3 separate regions of the Mus musculus genome follow, and all the other regions are linked to region 1. Evidence: chromatin contacts called from public HiCAR-type and promoter capture Hi-C data. All regions are on one chromosome and are shown on one strand. The core of a region is the stretch at or near the end of the contact, and the rest is flanking DNA. Distances in the headings are between cores, read along the strand shown.

Region 1 (2,656 bases), core at 97-2,596:
ATGGTTCTGGCACATGCTTCTCTTCTAGACTTCGTAAATTAAACAGAAAAACTCCCCTCAGCTTATTTTACGTACTTGACAACTTTTAAAAGGATACTATTCATTAAAAATTATATTCGAAGTTGTTATAATTGGATTTTTATTCAAAAATTTTAGTCGCTCGTTTTTTTTTTTTTTTTTTTTAGATATCATGGTGTGCTTTGGTAGATAATTTGTATGAAAAAAATTGTCATCTTCAACCTAATTTGAATTGTTTACACATCCATGGGAAAGCCTGTTAACCTTGGTGAGACATCTCCGAGACTGCCTTCTACGAGATAAACAGATTTAAACCCCATTAGCAGCAAAATCTGCATCTTCTTTGAATTAAAACTGTGCAACAAGAAAAAGGGGAGTTTTAAGCTGTGAATGTCCAGGTCTCCAAGTACAGTGTGGCCATGGCGCCAGGTCACGGATGCGATCTTAAAAGCTGCATTTTCAACTTTTGAGTGGGTAAAATTCATTCCTGAGAACTGAGTGTTTTTGACACACTGGTCAGGTAGGGGGCTTTTGAGATGCTCTACCGTTTCCCCCTCTCTGCCTGCGTAAGAAGTGGGGGTATTTTGGTCTCAGGCTCCTGTCATCCTCCGTCCTAGACAGAAACTACCACACAGTGACTCTGGAGTACCAAGTCCCCCTGCTGTTCGGTCTTATTGTCCCATCGCCACAGGGAAACCTGCGGGCACGTTTGCGCCCACCCCGGGGCACCTCTGCATCTCTGAGTATGGAGGGGACTCCGAACAAAGAGAGAAATCAAGGGACCAAGGAGAATGGAGGGTCAGGGAAGGATCCGGGAACACGGGAACCCAGCGGGAGGAAATGAGGGGGATCGGGAATATGTCTGCTATCTTTGGTCTTTTTGGGGGGTGCCGGTCCGTGTGACCGGATCAGAAGGTGCAACCGGGCAGCCGGGCGGCGGGGACAGGTGCCCGGTTGCCCGGCTAGGCTCCCCCAGCTCCGGCCGCTCCGGCCGCACTTCTGCAACGTTGGGCTGTACACCTCCCAGCGCCGACTCCTTCGGTGCGCCGTAGCCCTCGCCTTATATACCCTGCTAAAAATAGCCTGTGAGACGTCTTTCCAATCAGCGCAGGCCGAGTTCGAATTGCACCAATAAGGAGGCCTTTAATGAAGAGGCTCGGTCACGCCAGGCGGGGCCGCTGTGTGTCCGCACCGGCGATTGGTGCGAGCTGACATCATCGTCGCGCAGCCCCGGGTACAGGAGCGGCAGGATTGGGTACCGTGGGGGGCGGAGCTCCAAGCTGGTCACGTGGGGGGAGAAGGGGGGAGCCAAGCGGGGGAGGAGGGGGGAGGCTGGCAGCGGAGCTTTGAATAGGGAAGTTTTGCAGGGGTTACGCTTGCAGTCAGTCCGCTGTTTGCAAATATTGCGTGGGCTCGGCGCGCTGCGGGCTGCGGGAGGGTCCGGACCCGGCGTCCGATTGCAGCGCCATCCAGTTTGCATGAAACTTTCACCTGCGCTCCCGGGAACAGTTTCTGCTCGGACTCCTGATCGTTCACCTCCCTGTTTTCCCGACAGCGAGGACTGTCTTTTCCAACCCGACATGGATGTGCTCCCAATGTGTAGCATCTTCCAGGAACTACAGATTGTGCACGAAACGGGCTACTTCTCGGCTCTGCCGTCCCTGGAGGAATATTGGCAACAGGTAAATACGGATTTTTTTTTTTTTTTCACCTGCCCGGTACGCCGAGGAGGGAGTCGCGCGGAGGAGCAGGCAAGATGGTGTGTGCTTGGAAGTGCATCTTTTTAATGATGATTAGCATTTGCCTAATTAAAAATATAAAGTAATGATCTTAAGATGTCCTTCTGCTGCCTGGAATGATGAAGGCACTGTAGAGCGAGCCTTCGGGAGCGAGGAGTAGAGTTGTCATTTGTGTGAAGGCGAGCTCTCCTTCCCACTACGTTTTTATTTCTTCATTTTTTTTTCGTGTTTTGCTAATTCCGAGCTTACGAGCAGCATACACCTGGGGGGGGGGACCCCAAATTATTCTGACCGATCCAGACCTGAGCCCTTGGCACAAGTTTGGGGTTTGTACCAGCTCCAAACTCCACAGCTGGACCCTGTCATACGAACGAGCTTGCCTTGACTACCAAAAGATTTGATTTAAGGATTTTGGTTTTGTTTTGATATTTGTATGTCCCAAATTTAAAAGTCTTAACATTTTGCTTGCGGAACGCAGTAGTTCTTTTTGAATTCAAGGCCATTTGCAGTTTCTTTTCCGTCTGGATAATTTCTTATCATTCACGTATGCCTGCCTTGTTTTTCTTACCTGCTTTTCTTGTTGACTGCGCGGCGGGTGTGTGTGTGTGGGGGTGCTGTTTGCACACAAGTGACTTGTCAGTCATATGACAATGAGTCCATTCCTAGTTGCTTCGGGTCTTACTTTGGGCAAGAAAAATCTCTAATTCCGGCATTTTAGTGGAACTAGAATTTGGGGCAACCGGAATAAAAGAAACACCCCCTACCCCTTCTAAGTCATAGGATTCTGTGAGTGGCAAAAATATTCTCAAACACTTTCACCATTGTCTTTAAAAACGATGATTCTGTGGCCGTCTCTCTACCCTTCTGGGTATTTTTTTTCCTCCAAGTGAATTAGCAGA
Region 2 (2,656 bases), core at 113-2,612, 1.1 Mb before region 1:
CAATGTATTAAGTATAAGTCCTCAAGAATTAACATTATGTGGAAACAAGTAGTAACTGAGGACACTAATAGCAAAGAATTTTTTATATGTTGATATGCAAAATTTCTAAGAATATTAAAATATTATCTTAAACCATAACTGTTTTGAATATATAAAGAACAAGATTATATATCCAATCTATCTCATATGTAGGACCTATAGACTGCCTGAGATATAAATCCAGCATGGCATTGCTTTAATTTAAGATGTCCAGGCAATCCAGAACAATTTATTAAATGTTCAAAAACAGCCTTCTTAAAAGGACAGCATTTTTTCTTATGAGTTGTATATGCATAAGCAATTGCATATTTGAGAATTAATAACATCCGAAGGACAAACAATCTTAAGCAATTGTGAGCTCTGAGATATAATATGGACTATTAATATACAAATTAAGGTTTGATTGTTCAGCATTTTAAAACACCATCCACAGCACACAACTTAATTATCTGTGCTGAAGCAGGGGGGCGCTCAAAAGAATTTAAACATGTGATCTAATTCACATCCACTTATTTCCCATAGAGGGGTTGTTTTTAAACACAATAATTGAGAGGCATGAATGCATGAATTTGTAGAAGATACAGAAGCATGCATAAAAACAATTTTTTTACTTATCTTAGGGATATTGATTGTCAATTTTATTTAAAATCATTGTATGCAATAGATCAATTATTAATATTCTGTAATAACCAAATTAATTGCTGTTTGGAACAAGGAACAAACACTTTGTCAGGTTCCTAAGACACAATTTTTGTTATAGGTTTTCCAAGATACACAAATACATCTTACAATTCTTTATTAGCACCACAGTAGTTTTAATAGGATGCTGAAACTGTGCTTTGAGGTGAGTGCCACCTCAGCCCCACCCACCTGCCTTGTCTCGGCTCTGCTGTCCTGGGCCCCACACCCATTGGACACCTGGGTGGGGGGCCATTTGCCCTCCTCCTTCCCAGCCCACCTGAGCCAAACCTCGGCTGCTTGCCACCATGGCATGCGGAGCCACTCTGAAAAGTACTCTGGATTTCAACCCATTGCTGAGCCCCACTTCTCCCAAGTGGAGGTGGTGCGTGCCTTTACAGGCGCCGCCTTCAGCAACCACCGCTGCTGCCACCTCGGCCTTTCTCTGAGGCTAGGAAACCCAAGCGAGGGTGCCGGAGCACCCCAAGTCTTAGTGAGAAAAAATATGGCTACCCCGGCGGGGACAGGCGGAGGCTCATGGGGCAATGGCGAGCAAGTCCCTCCCTTGAGTTTGCTACAAAGCTGCCCGCTTTTTGGCAGTCTATCGCGTCACCACGTTCAGGGAAAGCTGCACGCCCAAAGGCCCCGCCCCGCAGCCTGCTGGCCAGGAGCCAAAGAATTCAGAAAATTAAGGGAGTAGGGAGTCACAGCAGGCAAAGTACCTAGAAGTTACGTGACAGGAAACAAAGGAATGACTTCAAAAGGATTAACAGGAACCAGATAAATGTTTACAGTATGGATAAACCAGCTCTGTTTAGGGTCAGCTTAATGACAGCTAAGGTTTTAAGTAAACTTCTCTTGAGAGGCATTAGCTAATAAAATACTTTTCACTTAGAAAGCAATATACACTGAAAGATTCAAACTCTTGGCTTCTTGTGTAGAAGCAGAAATGATAAAAATTTCTTACATAATGTAGACCTACCTAGAGGCAAAATTTTCCAGTAATTACAAACTCACTAGAAGCAAACCCTTTACAATTATTAAGGTGCAAAGGAAAAAACAAACTTTTAGTTCTATAATAACTATATAAAAAGTAGGCAAGCCAGATTGCAATGCCTTTATAAATTCTACAGTCTGATTGACCCTATATAAACTTTAAATTTGAACTTTATTAAAACAGCATCTGGCTAGATCTGCAAAGATGCTCTTTTAGCTAAAAGAAAATTCCCCTGGAGGCAAAGAGAGGCAAGGAGAACTTCTTTAGGCACAGTTTGCAAGATAAAAGAAAGTCACACAAACCTCGCTGAGGCTGCTCTGAGCTTAGTTCTTCCTGCCATGAGGACAGGTTTTAGAATTACTAAGTTTCCTTTGCAATATTAGACCATAACTACTACCTTGGGAAAGCAAAACCCAATTTCAAAACCGTTATTATCTTTAGAATCAATATTAGAAGCATTAGTATCATATTACGAAGTTTGGCTGCCAATTTATACCTATGAATACATGACAGTGCACGCTTTAATGATTCATTAAAGAGACATTGTTTTAAATCTTATCTTTAAATTTACTTTCTAGGATAAGAATCACATTAAATATTATCTCAGCTAGAAGTATCTTAGGAGGTCCAGTTTTTTTTTTTTGCCTGCTTATGCCATGTGTTTGAAAAACTCCTTAGTAGCCAATTTAAGGCTAACCTTCTGTTACCAATGTAACGATTATTTAATCTTAACCAATAACTTATGAGCTGATTGTGAAGACATGCAGAGCATATTACCAGCAAAAAAACCGTATGTATGAAGCAGCTACACTTAGACCAATCAGAGAATATTAATTTTTCTAGCTATAATTATAAAATAAAAAGCACTTTGTCATTAGCTAAACGCAATAATCACGATTGCAGAGAATTTTCTTAGGATAAAACCATGTATCAGCTATTTAG
Region 3 (2,656 bases), core at 79-2,578, 1.0 Mb before region 1:
AGTACTGTGGCACAGTCATGGCTAGTTCCAAAAGGAAACACCATCCACCACCTAAACAATTTTATGGTGCAAATCGGTTTTGTCAAGCAGATAATTGTGAAGTGTTTATAGGCTTATACAGAGTGTGCTATTGTTAATCTTATTACATTTAATGTCCTCCTATTTCCTATCAACCCACCAGTGTCCAAATAGCGATTTTAGAATTGTTTGATGGAAGCCCACCAAAGAACACAATTTCCAAAATTTAAATTTCATTTTCTTTAGAGGAAAACACATGGTAGAAACAATAAAATGTCATATATATAGATACTTTAGGGTAACATATTTTAAAACTTCCCTTTAGAAATAACAACAATGAATAAATTTGTTGTTTCACATCCATAATTAAATGACAACTAATGACAATTGATCACAAGTATAAATGAAACTAAGTCACAGAAATAAACTTGAAAATCATTATGAAGAGCTGTTTAATTTTATTTTAGACAGAAAAGGCTGTGATTTAAAAATCTCAACTCAAGATGCTAATGTTAGGAACCCAAAAAGTTGTCTGAACCTGCAAATATTTTCTTCTTCCAGCTTCCTCTAAGAATCAGTGTTCTATTTTAATTAATTACAAAGTCAGTTTTTCTAGCACTGTAGATATACCTTAATGGGCAAAAGTGCTTAACATGAAATCAAGAATATCTGAGTTCAAATCCTAGCCCCATATAAAAGTCAGGCGTGTGTGTGTGTGTGTGTGTGTGTGTGTGTGTGTGTAACTAAAACTTTGCATGAAAGCTGGGAAAGTCAGGGTGGTTAGAGACAGTTAGAACTTGTGGGTTAACCAGCTGAGGCAAAATGATGATCTTTGGGATTAATGAGAGATCCTGACTAAAAAATTAAGAGGGAGAGAAAGATATGTCCTGCAGACCCTCTTCGGTACCTTGTCTGTGTAGAACAGGGTCTCTGGTTGCAGATGGGCAAGGAGTCGGCAAAAATGACAGACAAATTCAACACTTGAGGTTGTGTAGAATCTGAATGTAATTTGTCAAGACGAGCATCGAACTTTTTATACAGAAGTATAACAAGAAACCAGGCAAGATACATCCACCAAGTTACAGTGACACAATACAAAAGGAATGTATACATCAAAAGAAGGCGGGGACCAAGCTCTGGCCACTAAGAAGGGAGCCAGGTGTAAAGCTAGTCTATTGTTAAGCCCACCACCAGGGGTTCTTAGTAAATGCCTGATTTATGCTGTTTCTTTGGGTCAAGTGAAGAAACCTGTCTCAGGGGGTTCCCCTAACTCTTTCATGATGAACCCACCTGTTCACTAGGCCATTGTGAATTCCTTTTTCTGGGTAAGACTGGCTATTGTCTCAAGTAAACCCTCTGCAGACCAGCCTTGAGCTATTCTGGCCCTGTTCTTTGTAATGCCTAATTAGTTTCACTGTCTCTACTAGAAGTAAATTTGAATGTTACTGAATAGGTAACCTTCTCACTGAATTCCCACTGAATTCCCAGTTTGTTGGCTTCAAGGATTTTCTAGGACATTAGAACACTGGCAAAGGCTTAGCTATGTCAGAATTCAATCTTAAAAGGCACTTATAATAAAATAATACTAAAAGAGAGCATGTGGATCCTTACACCAGACTAACGCGGGGATAGGGTATGAGTATACGGGTTATGAGAACGCCAAAGCTCCAGGAGGTGAGTTTCCATGAAACTCTTTGCCTTGTGAGTGCTCCCAGGCCTCTTGGCCTGCCAAGCAAACTTCTCTGGAGTGTGTGTAGCAGATGTTTGCATATACCACAAACATACATATTAAAAAATAATTAATGTCGGGTTGGTGAGATGGCTCAGCAGTTAAGAGCACTGACTGCTCTTCTAAAGGTCCTGAGTTCAAATTCCAGCAACCACGTGGTGGCTCATGACCATCTCCACAGCTACTGTGTACTTATATACATAAAATAAATAAATAAATCTTTAAAAATGTTTACTAAAAGCTCCTGAAATATGATTTTAGTTTGAAATAACAAATTGTAATAAGTATTAACCTTATGATTCAATCTAAACTCATGGCCCCTTGTCAGTGGGCACAGGGATAACAAACATGAGTTATCATCCTGTTTATTTGCTTATGATGTGCCTTTAGCACCTCAAATTCAGACTCCCATGCTTGTTCAAGTAAACTATGGTGCTACCTCTCCAGCCAGTGACTCAGTTCTGAGTGTGCGATTTTGGGAGCAGTTGGAAGAGATACTGAGTGAGGGCAGGGTGACACAATAGTCATGATCACAAAGAAATTAGAAATAGAATGACAAATTGTTAACAGCTGCTGTTAAATTCCATGCAAAGCAGGGTAGATATGACTCCATATCGTGTTTGGAAATTTTGGATGTGTAAATGACTGTTACTGCTTGATTCATCACTGGAGAATGACCTAAACGGAGAGGTGGTATTCACTTATTATTTTTCTCTTATGTGATACAGGGTGGAGGTTGGCTGTATTGAGAACTGGCTATGACTGGGTTATTCATAGAGACTGTTGAAACATCCATCAAGACACCAGATCTTTAAACTTAAATTCACCTCCATCAACCAGAAAACATTTCAAACACCCTTAGTTTGTAGTAACTGGGCTGATTTCTCAGCAAAGGAATGGCATTGACAA

What was found. Promoter capture Hi-C pulls out the DNA fragments that hold promoters and counts their contacts. HiCAR-type assays count read pairs that join an accessible place to other places.
Region 2: a promoter capture Hi-C map of embryonic stem cells shows a contact between it and region 1, with 5 times the contacts expected there. The contact joins the enhancer-like site here to the promoter of Klf6 in region 1. A contact is called at or near these places in 11 of 39 promoter capture datasets (the 3T3-L1 cell line, cranial neural crest, embryonic stem cells and 6 more), 3 of 484 Hi-C or Micro-C datasets (the 3T3-L1 cell line, bone marrow-derived macrophages and embryonic stem cells) and 8 of 115 datasets of contacts at active chromatin or transcription factors (SST interneurons, acute myeloid leukemia, bone marrow-derived dendritic cells and 5 more).
Region 3: a HiCAR-type map of embryonic stem cells shows a contact between it and region 1, with 5 times the contacts expected there. The contact joins the enhancer-like site here to the promoter of Klf6 in region 1. A contact is called at or near these places in 4 of 39 promoter capture datasets (embryonic stem cells, hippocampal neurons and stem cell-derived epiblast-like cells), 7 of 115 datasets of contacts at active chromatin or transcription factors (embryonic fibroblasts, embryonic stem cells, epiblast stem cells and 1 more) and 1 of 9 other capture datasets (embryonic stem cells).

Annotation. Positions count from the first base shown.
Region 1 is chr13:5,860,143-5,862,798 of GRCm38.p6, forward strand. Klf6 (Kruppel-like factor 6) reads left to right here and starts at 1,347. Exons shown (of 4, transcript NM_011803.2): 1 at 1,347-1,700. The coding sequence starts at 1,497.
Region 2 is chr13:4,799,494-4,802,149 of GRCm38.p6, forward strand. No RefSeq gene overlaps it. Among named protein-coding and RNA genes, the nearest start is that of Gm40658, 75 kb to the left of the region's middle. Within about 2 kb of position 1,363, at least 7 of the 459 cell types and tissues checked have an H3K27ac peak or open chromatin away from gene starts, as enhancers often do. A contact at or near this core is called in differentiating embryonic stem cells and embryonic stem cells, where this site is marked.
Region 3 is chr13:4,824,628-4,827,283 of GRCm38.p6, forward strand. No RefSeq gene overlaps it. Among named protein-coding and RNA genes, the nearest start is that of Gm40658, 100 kb to the left of the region's middle. Within about 2 kb of position 1,329, at least 12 of the 459 cell types and tissues checked have an H3K27ac peak or open chromatin away from gene starts, as enhancers often do. A contact at or near this core is called in embryonic stem cells, epiblast stem cells and stem cell-derived epiblast-like cells, where this site is marked.